Regions from separate parts of the Zea mays genome. Here all the other regions are linked to region 1. The links are chromatin contacts, called in public Hi-C maps. All regions are on one chromosome and are shown on one strand. The core of a region is the stretch at or near the end of the contact, and the rest is flanking DNA. Distances in the headings are between cores, read along the strand shown.

Evidence for each region. Hi-C and Micro-C count contacts between places; a contact is called where the count stands out from the background.
Region 2: a Hi-C map of ear shows a contact between it and region 1, with 2.2 times the contacts expected there. The contact joins the promoter of LOC103629631 here to the promoter of LOC100280556 in region 1. A contact is called at or near these places in 2 of 25 Hi-C or Micro-C datasets (ear and tassel).
Region 3: a Hi-C map of tassel shows a contact between it and region 1, with 4 times the contacts expected there. The contact joins the promoter of LOC103629633 here to the promoter of LOC100280556 in region 1. A contact is called at or near these places in 12 of 25 Hi-C or Micro-C datasets (bundle sheath, ear, endosperm and 4 more) and 2 of 3 datasets of contacts at active chromatin or transcription factors (leaf and seedling).

Annotation. Positions count from the first base shown.
Region 1 is chr6:100,168,306-100,172,002 of Zm-B73-REFERENCE-NAM-5.0, reverse strand. It overlaps LOC100280556 (60S ribosomal protein L27-3), which reads left to right and starts at 1,839. Exons shown (of 1, transcript XM_020539317.2): 1 at 1,839-2,711. The coding sequence starts at 2,015. The coding sequence ends at 2,428.
Region 2 is chr6:99,984,731-99,988,390 of Zm-B73-REFERENCE-NAM-5.0, reverse strand. LOC103629631 (40S ribosomal protein S14-like) reads left to right here and starts at 1,772. Exons shown (of 7, transcript XM_008650714.4): 1 at 1,772-1,980. The coding sequence starts at 1,978.
Region 3 is chr6:100,374,432-100,378,129 of Zm-B73-REFERENCE-NAM-5.0, reverse strand. LOC103629633 reads right to left here and starts at 1,358. Exons shown (of 6, transcript NM_001329209.1): 1 at 1,191-1,358; 2 at 328-455. The coding sequence starts at 1,260.

The sequences.
Region 1 (3,697 bases), core at 590-3,089:
AGAATAGGTGGTGGTTGTGACTTGGAAGCAAACATAATACAAAGCAAGACTACATATCCACTCCTATATCAGATATCACTAATTTTCTAAAAAAATTATTTTATTTCCCAGCAACTGTCAAGGCAGATGTGAGCTAGGAGACCGAGAGCAAGCGTGCGAGGGACAACATCTCGCCTAGGCATGGTCGACGACATAACCACGTCTCAGTCATGTTGCTAGTTTGGAATTGTATCAATCACGAGCATCACTCCCGCATTGATTAGAGATGAAAGGTGCTGATGGAAAAGCTAAATTTGGTTGGTACAATGTTTGCAGTAATCTTGCATGTCTTTGTCCCGATCCCTCTCATGCCTAACTTCCCCTACATCTTTGTTTGTGGTTGATGGAATCATCACGTTCTGAAACTATGGCTACAAGCTAGCCGCTGGGTGCTGGTGATGGTGGAAGCTCCTCTACACCTACAAGCGAATGGGAGGGCAACGGAAACTTCGAACTGTAGTCCCAGCACTTAAAAGATTGACGGGAACTGCACTGAATGGGGAACGACAGGCAAGCAGAAGATCCAGGTTATATTAGGTAGTGTTTGGTTCAAGAGTTTAACAGGATGGAGTCATTCTATTCCAGTGTTGAAGTTGTTTGGTTCGATTCCAAATGAATAGAGCCACTCCAATTTAAGAATATTCCTTGTAGATGTTGTATCTGGTGGCTCCGTAAAATCGACCGAACCTAAGACCAACTCCAGCAGCACTGGCTATCCCACTCCGTATCCCTATTATACACGCTCTAAGTCACTATTTCACTCTCCAGCAGCCTCCGCATCCGTCTCCGCAAAACACACGCCGTGTACCTGCACTCCCCTTTTCCACGGTTTCTCTCTCCTCTCCGCACAAGACTGCATGCGCCCCCTCCTGCTCGCGGGCCCCAGTTGTCATAGACTGCATGCGGAGTGCAAATACGGAGTCTGCTGGAAACGGGGACGGATACGGAGAGGAGAGAGAAACTGTTGGCCGTGTTAAATACGGATACGGAGAGGGAGTCTGCTGGAGTTGGTCTAACGGCTCCTGAGCGCCTCGCTCCTCACTGGTTCCTTGCTCCGTGTGCGGCAATGAAGAAAGGCATAAGGGATGCTCGGATGAATAGTGATAAATAGTGCACTTTAATCTTGGCCGGATGTTTGAAATTTTATAGAAATTCACGCTTAAATAAAAAGTTCTGTTTTGTTGAACTCTAGAACCAAACACAGGATCTAGCCGCTCTGTTCTACTTAACCTTAAAACCAAACAAAAAATAGAGCGACTCTATTCTAACTGCCAACAACATAGAACAGAGTCATTATATCCTTAAAATCTGAAACAGAGCCCCTCCGTCCAAATAGTCTCTAGAACCAAACGCTACCTTAAGGGCTGGTTTGGTCCCCTCCAATAGAGTAGCAGGGCAGTAATGAGGGCAGAGATTTTACAGAGGTGTAGTGTAGTGAATGGAGCAGAGCTTCGCGCGTACGAACAGAGTGGTAATTTGTTTTGTGACCAACCAATGAACAAATGAACAGACAACAGAATGCAGGGGCTAACGAACCAAATTAAACTTGTTAAGTTCGCAGTACGTGAACTGATGGTACTAAAGCTGCCCTTACACATGCCATGGCTCGTCATCTCTTCTAGAACTGGTCCAGAAGAATAGTTTTTGAAGAAGATGAACAACTGTTTGGAGGAACGAAATGATTGTCACCTGTAAAAGTAAGTTAATGAAAAAAACAGTAGGGGTTCAAGTTGGGCCTCCACCCAGATGACAGCCTCGGATCGGACCCAAATCCGACCCATCACCACGACCTCTGAAGCCCGAGCGCGGCACCACCGTCCGATCCTGGATCCAACAGCCGAAACCCAGCCTCCAGAAACCCTAGTGCCGCCATCCTATATAACGCTCCCCGCCTCCCGCGCGCTCCGATTTGACCCATCTCCCAACCCCTACACTCCCGGCGGCGGCGCAGGAGCAGCAGCACCAGCACCCGAGGATGGTGAAGTTCCTCAAGCCCGGCAAGGCCGTGATCCTCCTGCAGGGCCGGTTCGCCGGCAGGAAGGCGGTGATCGTGCGCGTGTTCGAGGAGGGCACCCGCGACCGCCCCTACGGCCACTGCCTCGTCGCCGGCCTCGCCAAGTACCCCAAGAAGGTGGTCCGCAGGGACTCGGCCAAGAAGACGGCGAAGAAGTCGCGCGTCAAGTGCTTCATCAAGCTCGTCAACTTCACCCACCTCATGCCCACCCGCTACACCCTCGACGTCGACTTCAAGGACGTGGCCACCGGCGGGCCCGACGCGCTCTCCACCCGCGACAAGAAGGTCGCCGCATGCAAGGCCGCCAAGGCGCGCCTCGAGGAGAGGTTCAAGACCGGCAAGAACAGGTGGTTCTTTACCAAGCTCCGCTTCTAGATGGTCGGCGTCCCGAATGGTGACCGTCGGTTTCTTGTATGGGACACACTCCAAGCCATGTCTCTTTTCGTATTGCCATGAAGACTTCTTCGTGTTTAGTCCTGGGGCTCTCAGGTATATTGTGCGTGTGTACTTCGAATGTTTGGTCTTGGAGTCCTACTGAATTGATGAATGTTCAATTTATGTCTTCAGGATTAACAGCGAATATCATTTACAATCTTATTTATCCCATTGGTTAGTTTGTAAACTTTTAATATTGAGTTGATCGTGAACTGTTATAGTAGCCTATGAAAGTAATGCCATTGCTGATACTTCTAGGGAAAATCTTGCTTCACTCTATTTGCCCACTCAAATAGTCATTTGTCCGCTCAAATAGGCATTCTAGGACATTGTTACATGAGTCTCCTGCTTTCCATTATCGATTAGGGCTGATTTGGTGACCCGGGATCACGGAAGGATTAGAGGGAATTGAGGAAGAAATTAGGATTGGAGGGGATTGACAGAGAAATTAACTAACCCTCAATCTCCTCCAATCCTCCCGTGATCCCTTGTCATCAAATCAACCCTTATAGCAAGAATTTCTCTCCTGGTGTAGTCATCACTGCAGAGTTTAGTAGAACATATGAAAAATAATCTCAACCGTGACATTCCTGCCTCATCCCACTGTTGAGAGCAATCCATCTGCATCCCAGAAACATGATCCAAGTCCAAGATAGTTTGGGACCCCCAACAGAAGATAAATATCTTCCATGGGTGCTATTAATTATTACTACGCAATGAAAATAAAATCATATATCTGAGTAATGAATGGAAGAATTAAGAAGTGGCGCAAGCGAGGAAGCCAAGAAATTAAACACCACATATATGGTTGAGAATAATGGTTTCCCTTTTCTCCGTTCTTTTAAGTCTAATCTACCTTTGAGTCTGTGGATTGAAATTGTATTCTGTTGCCGTTACATCGAAGTAAATAATGCAAATTTAGGGGGAAAACAAAATGATTAACAACAAGCAAGCTGCACTCATTTTAGCCAACCAGCCAGCCGAACGGCTTCAGAACCGCGGCATGACACATGATTGAAACAAGCAAGCTGCACTCATTTTGCTCCTAGTCCTAGAGAAAATTATCAATGGTACACATATGATATTATTACATATATAAACAAGTCGAGAAGTAAGAAACACCTAATCGTTTTCTATAGCTTTCTACAACAATACATAATCATTTGTATAACATTCTACAACGTTATCTAATCATCTGGGTAGTTTCTA
Region 2 (3,660 bases), core at 523-3,022, 180 kb after region 1:
TGCGGGCAGAGAGGTGCTCATCAAAGCTAATCTTCAGGCAGTTCCTACTTATCCCATGAGTTGTTTTAAATTGTCAGCACATGTGTGTAAAAAGATGCAGACTTATATTTCAAATTTTTGGTGGGGAAGTGCAGTAGACAGTCACAAAATTCATTGGCAAAGTTGGTCCAAGTTGACAATGCCTAAAAAGAGTGGGGGCATGGGCTTTAGAGACTTACCTCTGTTTAACAAGGCGATGCTTGCAAAACAAGGATGGAGACTAATGACAAGGCCTAATTCTCTTTGTGCGAGGATCATTAAAGGGAAATATTTTCCCAATGGTGACTTTTTGAAAGCAAATAAAAGGAAGCAGAGCTCAGAAATCTGGAAGGCTGTGTTGTTTGGTCGTGAAGCTTTATGGCAGGGCTTGATTAAAAGAGTGGGTCCTGGATCTTCAATAAGTATTTGGGAGGACAACTGGATTCCAAGTCTTCGGCAGTTGAAGCCCACTGTCCATCTTGAAGGAGTCCAAGTGCAATCTGTGGACGAACTTTAGACGCTGGAATGTTGATTTGGTGAGGAAGTCTTTCGTTGCTATGGATGCTGAGGAATTTCTGAAGCTGAGGCCTGGCACTCGGATGGATGCTGATGTGCTGGGTTGGGCGCATGAGAAAAATGGTGTGTTTTCAGTTCGGTCATGTTATCGAATGTTGAAGCAGACTCAAAGTGTCAGGAAGGCTCATGCTGTAAATGCAGCAAGTTCATCAAATGAAGAATGCTGGTGGAGCAAACTATGGAAGCTTAATATACCTCCAAAAATAAGAATTTTCTGTTGGAGAGTCCTTCATAATTATTTGCCATCCAAACAGGAATTGAAGAGAAGACATATTCTTCATGAAATTTTCTGCAAAGTGTGTGGGGAGGAAGGAGAATCATCTTTCCATATTGCTATTGATTGCCCAGTTGCAAAGCAGTTCTGGCGAGTGGTTAAAAACATCACGGGAATAAAACTACCATTTTTTTAGGTCACTTGGGCAAAGCACTTATTGGCTAACGACCACTTCACTGACTCAGTTAAAACGATGGTTATTTGTGGTGCCTAGTCCTTATGATCTGGAAGGAATGCTAGAAGGTTTGGGCGTGACCGTTGGAATCCATATGCTGCAATGAGTCATGTGGCGAAAATGCTAGAGGATCTGGTTCGTTTAAAATTGCCAGGGTCGCAAGCCTCTCAGCGCTGTCGGGTTAAATGGAAAGCGCCATTGGAAGGTTGGGTGAAAATTAACTCGGATGCTGCTTTTGTTGCTGAGACGGGCAAAGGGGCTGTGGGTGTGGTGATGAGGAACTCGCAGGGAGAGGTTTTGGTGGCATCAGCACAGTTATATGAACACATCCCTGATGCGCTAACCAGCGAAGCTTTGGATGCTCGTGATGGCGTGGTGCTGGCCCAGATGCTTAGCATGGAAAAAGTGATTTTAGAAATTGACAACTCTGTCCTGGTGGCTCTTCTCCGGTCAGATGAGGGAAGAAGGAATGATATCGCAGGTTTATGACAAGAAATCAGATAGAGGAGTGTGGTTTTCAGATCCTTTGATGTATCTTTCGTTAATAGAGAGGGAAATGAGGTAGCTCACCTTTGTGCAAGTAAGACTATAGAGTTGGCTCCTATTTTATTTTGACTAGATTGCTTCTTTAATTGGCTTATGGAAGCAGCTAGCAGAGATTAATTTCACTTTGAACCAATAATAAAGAACGTGTGTTCTTCCTAAAAAAAGCACGGTCTGGTGTAAGAGATGGGGCCAGCCGCAGTGACAGAAGAGAGAGGGCAAAAGAGGAAATTTCTTTGGGCTGGGTCTAATAAACCCTAATGGGCTGCGGCCTCGTAGATAAACCAGCACTACTCATCCGTCGCCCCACGGAAGTTTCGGCGGCGCCGGCGTGCTCGTGATCTCGACCAAGGCGTGCCTCCGCTCCGGTCACCCGTCGCTCCACGCAACCATGGTAAGCGAGCCTCTTCTCGTCTGGTTATGGCTCGCAAGCGGACGTAGGTGCAAGCACGGTAGCGGTGGATTCGGATCTGGCTGCAAGCACGGTAGCGCTGGATTCGATTGTTTTTTTGTTTAGAGATGGGTTAAGAGCGTAGGTTTGGCTGTTGACTAGGGCTACTGTTGTTTTGGCTGGTTGCCCGTGCTGGATTGCATCTGATAAATTGCAATTTGACATCACCTCTTTAATACAAAAGAAAGAATTGCTTTTTACGTGAAGCCATTTGTGAAATTGTTGTTTGGTATGTCTCATGGAAAAAATGCAAACGACAGTTCTGGCTCTAATTACAGAATCTCTTCACGTCGAGGCATCATAAACATTGTTAGAGGACAAGGAGGCTTTAGCGCTTCATTGTTTTTGTTTATTATTTGTGCTTCTTTACGTTCGGAGATAACTTTTATTTATTCGTTTGTTTATTTGAAGATAATGACCATCAACATTGTTTACACTACTATATGGTTAGGACTTGTAAGGACGTCTGATAAGTCACTGTAGAGGCGGCTAAGTTTTGCCTCATCTAAAAATCACTCCCAATAAAAAGCTTTGTTTCGGTACGCGTCAATGATTTGTAGATTCATGTAAAATTGAGCATGGTGGTGAGGACATGTGCCCGAGCAATTTTATCACGACAAAATCAATCTCTAGAACCCTTGTTTCAAAATTGAGCAATTTTATCACGACAAAATCATGTCAGTAGAACAAGACACGCTGGAGAGGGCATGTGCCTTAGCCGCGACTATAGTAAGCATATGATCGCTTGGAAGCAGAACCTCCATTAACAGTCCTGTCAAACAACACTCATCACATGCAGAACATGTGAAGCATCTCATGACAAATCGGGTCGGAGAAACTGTAGATCAACCTACACAAACTCTGATAAGCAGCCACGTACAATGAACCTTAATTTGGTACGTTCTTCGAGAACACCCGGTGTTCCCACACTTCTTTTGCCAAGCTTGTGTTGTGTCAAAGAAAAAGCTCACCACAGCTTAAAACAATACTTCACTTTTATTATTTTGTGTGGGTAATTAAGGTTATATTCTTATAGAATCTTTACTACTCTTGATAACTTATTTGCAATTTTCAATCAACATCTAGACTACTTTATGAATCTAATTGCATTTTAATGCCTGGACTTAAGGAAGGGCTAAATGATTACAATAACTATGATATGTGTGTAATGGTGTCTAACACGATATTCCACAAAAATATTTGTTACCGACGCTATCCGTGTTCGACTAGCTTCGCATTCGACACATAATTATTTAGTGGTGTTTCAGTGTTTGTATTCGTATTCGAAGCTATCCGTATTCGAATCCGAATAAAAATATAAAAATATGGTTTCATTGGTATTCGTCCGTATTCGATCCGAGTGATTACACCCCTAGTTACAGTTATGCGCCTTCGGTTGTCGCGTGTCGCCCTTGGGCATACCCCACGGACTCTCTCGCCACGGTACCGGCCTCTCCTCGCTCATTCTCCCCGACTCTTCCACCCCCACTTCCTCTTCTTCCCTGCCCCCTCTTCCCACCTAAATTCAAAGATCATAAAAATAAGTTAGGTTCACCAGCACGAAGCACCCACCCACAAATCCTCGGATCACAGCAACGCAGGAGAGGCTGAACAAGACCACAG
Region 3 (3,698 bases), core at 109-2,608, 210 kb before region 1:
AAACAAGAAATGTAGATGGACACTTCTTTCGGACTGTATATTCGCACTTTGAAGCAAGAGTTACAACCCACAAAGTCAACTGGAAGAAAGAAGAGCATTTTGTAAACAAATTAATCAGTGTTGGGACTTGGGAGCCATCAGATGGTATTAGAAGTAACTCCAAGAACATGCACCTTTCTTTTCAGTTAGTGAACACTATCACGGCAACTAACTGGGCACTTTTCTAACAATCGAAAACCTTATATAACATATGCACAATTTATTCTGGCAGTGATGCAATGATGCATAAATTGACAACCAGAGAAAAGAAAAAATGCATAAAGATACCGTTATGTGGGGTGGAAATAAGGCAGCAAATTCTGAAATATCAGTGATGATATCTTCAAGATGCTGACCAAGGGTGCCCAGGCACAAGCTGACCAATTTCCGAGGTTTAGCCTTCTTTGAGAAAGGATCTGAAATACATTTTTGAAGTCAACATTTGGAGATAATGCTGCATATGCAATTACAAGGACAGTTGGAAACCAATACGAAGTAAGATTGAATGATTCTGGTCTGCACAATAAGTCAATGACTGATAAAGTAATCTGGATGAGTTTACTAACACAATCCACCAATCCTTCATTTCAATTTCGTATAAACTAAGGGGGTGTTTGGTTTCCACCTCCTAAATTTTAGTGATTAAAGTTTAGTCACTTTTAGTCCCTAAACTATCAAATGGTATGCCTAAATGAGGCCTCCCAAATAGAAATTTTAGGGACTAAAATTTAGTCCCTAAAAATTAGTTGAGTGACTAAAGTAACGAAACACCCCCTTAACTTAACTTTGGTATGTCATCATCTTGGCAGTTCGCCTAAAAAATTATCCAGGAAACAACTAGAAATATGGAATACATGCCAATTAGCGGGAGTTTAGTATCTTCCTGAAATCACATTAATTAATAGAATGATCAAAACGAAGAACACAGCACAAATACTTATCATCGTAGAAAGTTCTTAATTCTGTATATAGATCTTTTGTCTAGCAAGAGAAACCAACACACGGAATCAATAACGGAAACTCGAGTCAGACATAATCAATACACGGTCAGTCGATTCCTCTTGGTTTTTGTCTACAACTCTACATCAGTTGATAACCAGCTACTCCTAGTTAGTTACCCCACATAAGCGAACAGGAGTTAGGGAGCTTACAGGAGGAGGGCGACGGGAGCGAGCTGGACGATGCCGACAGCTCGGCTACCACCGATTTCCCCTTGTCCATCCTGTCCCGTGGGGTCAGTCAGATCGAGGGCAGCCCCTCTGGGTCCTTGAGGTGGGGGCGGCCGCGGCAGCAAGGCGAGCGCAGGAGGAGATGGCGGTGGCGCGCGAGCCGGTCGGGATGGCGGTAGTGGTAGCAGGAACGAAGCCGGGGCGGCGGCAAGTGGGCGTGCAGGGCAGGCAGACGGTCGCCACTAGCCAGGCTGTCAGCAACGTGAGAAGCAGCTAGGAAAGTGACCGCGTCAGCTGAAGCAAAGCAACGGGCGAGCAAGTGGGCCGATTGGGTCGTGTATTTGGAGCCGGGTGAGACTGGGCTGGCCGTGTGACAATATAAACATGTTCCGTGGTTTTATAAAAGGGGTATCGAAGATTAATCGAACTGGTGCACATGGAATATTGGTACACATGGTGCACATATTAAACCATTATCACTCATTTTAGATCTAATGTCTCTAGTTGTTTGGTATATTTTGCTAAGGACACCCTTCAACGTGGTGGTGTGTAGTGGTGGAAGGTGTTATTTGTAAATTGAATAATCAACTAGAGACATTAGATCTAAAATGAGTGGTGATGATTTAATATGTGCACCAATCATCCATGTGCACTAGATATGTCCTCTAATCGAAAAGCACAACACATCAGCTGGTTGTCGTCGTCTCTTCCCTATCTTCTTCCCCCGCCTTCTATTTCTTGGGTCCTCCTTCCTTCTGCTTCCCACGCCATAGTCGTACGCTAACATCTGGTATCAGATTCAGTCTCCTGTACCTGCTTGCTGTTGTGTTGCGGCGACCCCAATCTTCCGTGATGGAGCACCAAGATGCCGCCATCCGCAAGCTGCTCGACGAAATGCGACTCATGGAGGCAGGCCTGTCCGATGGCATCAGCTCGGACAACACGACAGAGAACTTGTTCAGCCCCCGCGACGAGTCGAGTCGGCTAGTCGCGTCGAGTCGGCTACTCGCGTCGAGTCGAGCATTCCTAGGGCCTCCAGCACTGAGCTGGACAGGGAGTTCAGCGCCGCCTTCGCCTTCGTCACAGCATCAGCCACCTCCGGCACTAGCGCCCTCGAGGAGGCGCAACTGCATCTCTACGACCTCTACACAATCACCACCGAGAGGCCCTGCACGGCGCTGCCGCCGTCGACGCTCAAGGTGTTCGACCAAAGGTCCAGTCCGAGCTTCGAGAGAGTCTATTTTCGACGAGGAGCCCAGCAACTCATATACCGATTACGTCGATGTCTCGTGCCATGACAACGGTTCGGTGCAAGTCCTGCAGCTGGAGCGGTTCGACTTGGCGGGGTGCACTCCCTTCCTGGACGCACCGTCGCGTGGGTATGTGGCCTACGTGCCGTTCGGGAGTCTGATGATCATGCGCCCCGTGCAACTCCAGGAGCTCGCGCTGTCCCTACTGACCTCCGCCCGCTCCTTCCTATGGGTATTCTGGCCGGAACTGGTGGCGACCAAACTCCCGCATGCGACCCTCAGTTGTGCTGCCCATGAGGTGTTCGAGGTATTTCCTCTTAGCTTCCCTGCTGCCTAGGTCAATGTTGGGAAGCTCTCACTCTGATAGTAGATGTGGCCCGATCTTCCGTGAGATACGATAATTTGATTGAGTGGAGATCTCGACGTTGATGATCCAAGGCTCCGAGCGAACGGTTCCTCGCGATCACTACACCACAGCTTCGTTGGTTATCACCCGTGACACACGAATGACCTCGCCACGAAGGCTTATCCCTGCAAGCGCAATCAAGAACACAAGCAAGAACATGAAAGAAACACAACCAAAATTGTATTGATTACGGGATGGGGTCTCACAAGCCGATGACGGCGACACTGTTCGATGACAGAATTGATCTAAGCAAAACCCAAACCTAAATGTGGCGGCTACTGAATAAATAGAGTATTAGGGCGTGCGTGACCCCTGGACTCGCCCCTAATGGGCTCTGACGCGATACACGGCTGTTGGGGACTTGTTCTCAAATGCTATGAATCAAGAACAAGACAACATAAAATGTTAAATGTTAATGCCCTTCGTCCAACGAAGCATTATTCCCTTAAGGATTAATGAACTTTGGACGAAGGTTAAAGACAATATGATTACGAAGGTTAATCTTCGTAATTGGATTCTAATAGATTGAATAAAGTAATATAAAATATGAAGCGTCAAAGGTGAATAAATTATAAACGAACAACATTACTTTCATATTATATCTATTTAATATATTTAAGCATTGGATACAGTAATACCTCTGCCTTGGCAAAAGGTTGATTCCCGAATGGTGCAATCACTATTACAGGAATGCGTGAACAGTAAAGGAATATTGTTCACTATTTATAGACACGGGACACAGCCTGTGAGGAATTACAATTATGCCCCTCATAAGGGATTACAACAGCGACTCAAACATTTATGGACTAAAAGGTCATTCTACTTTTATGCGGT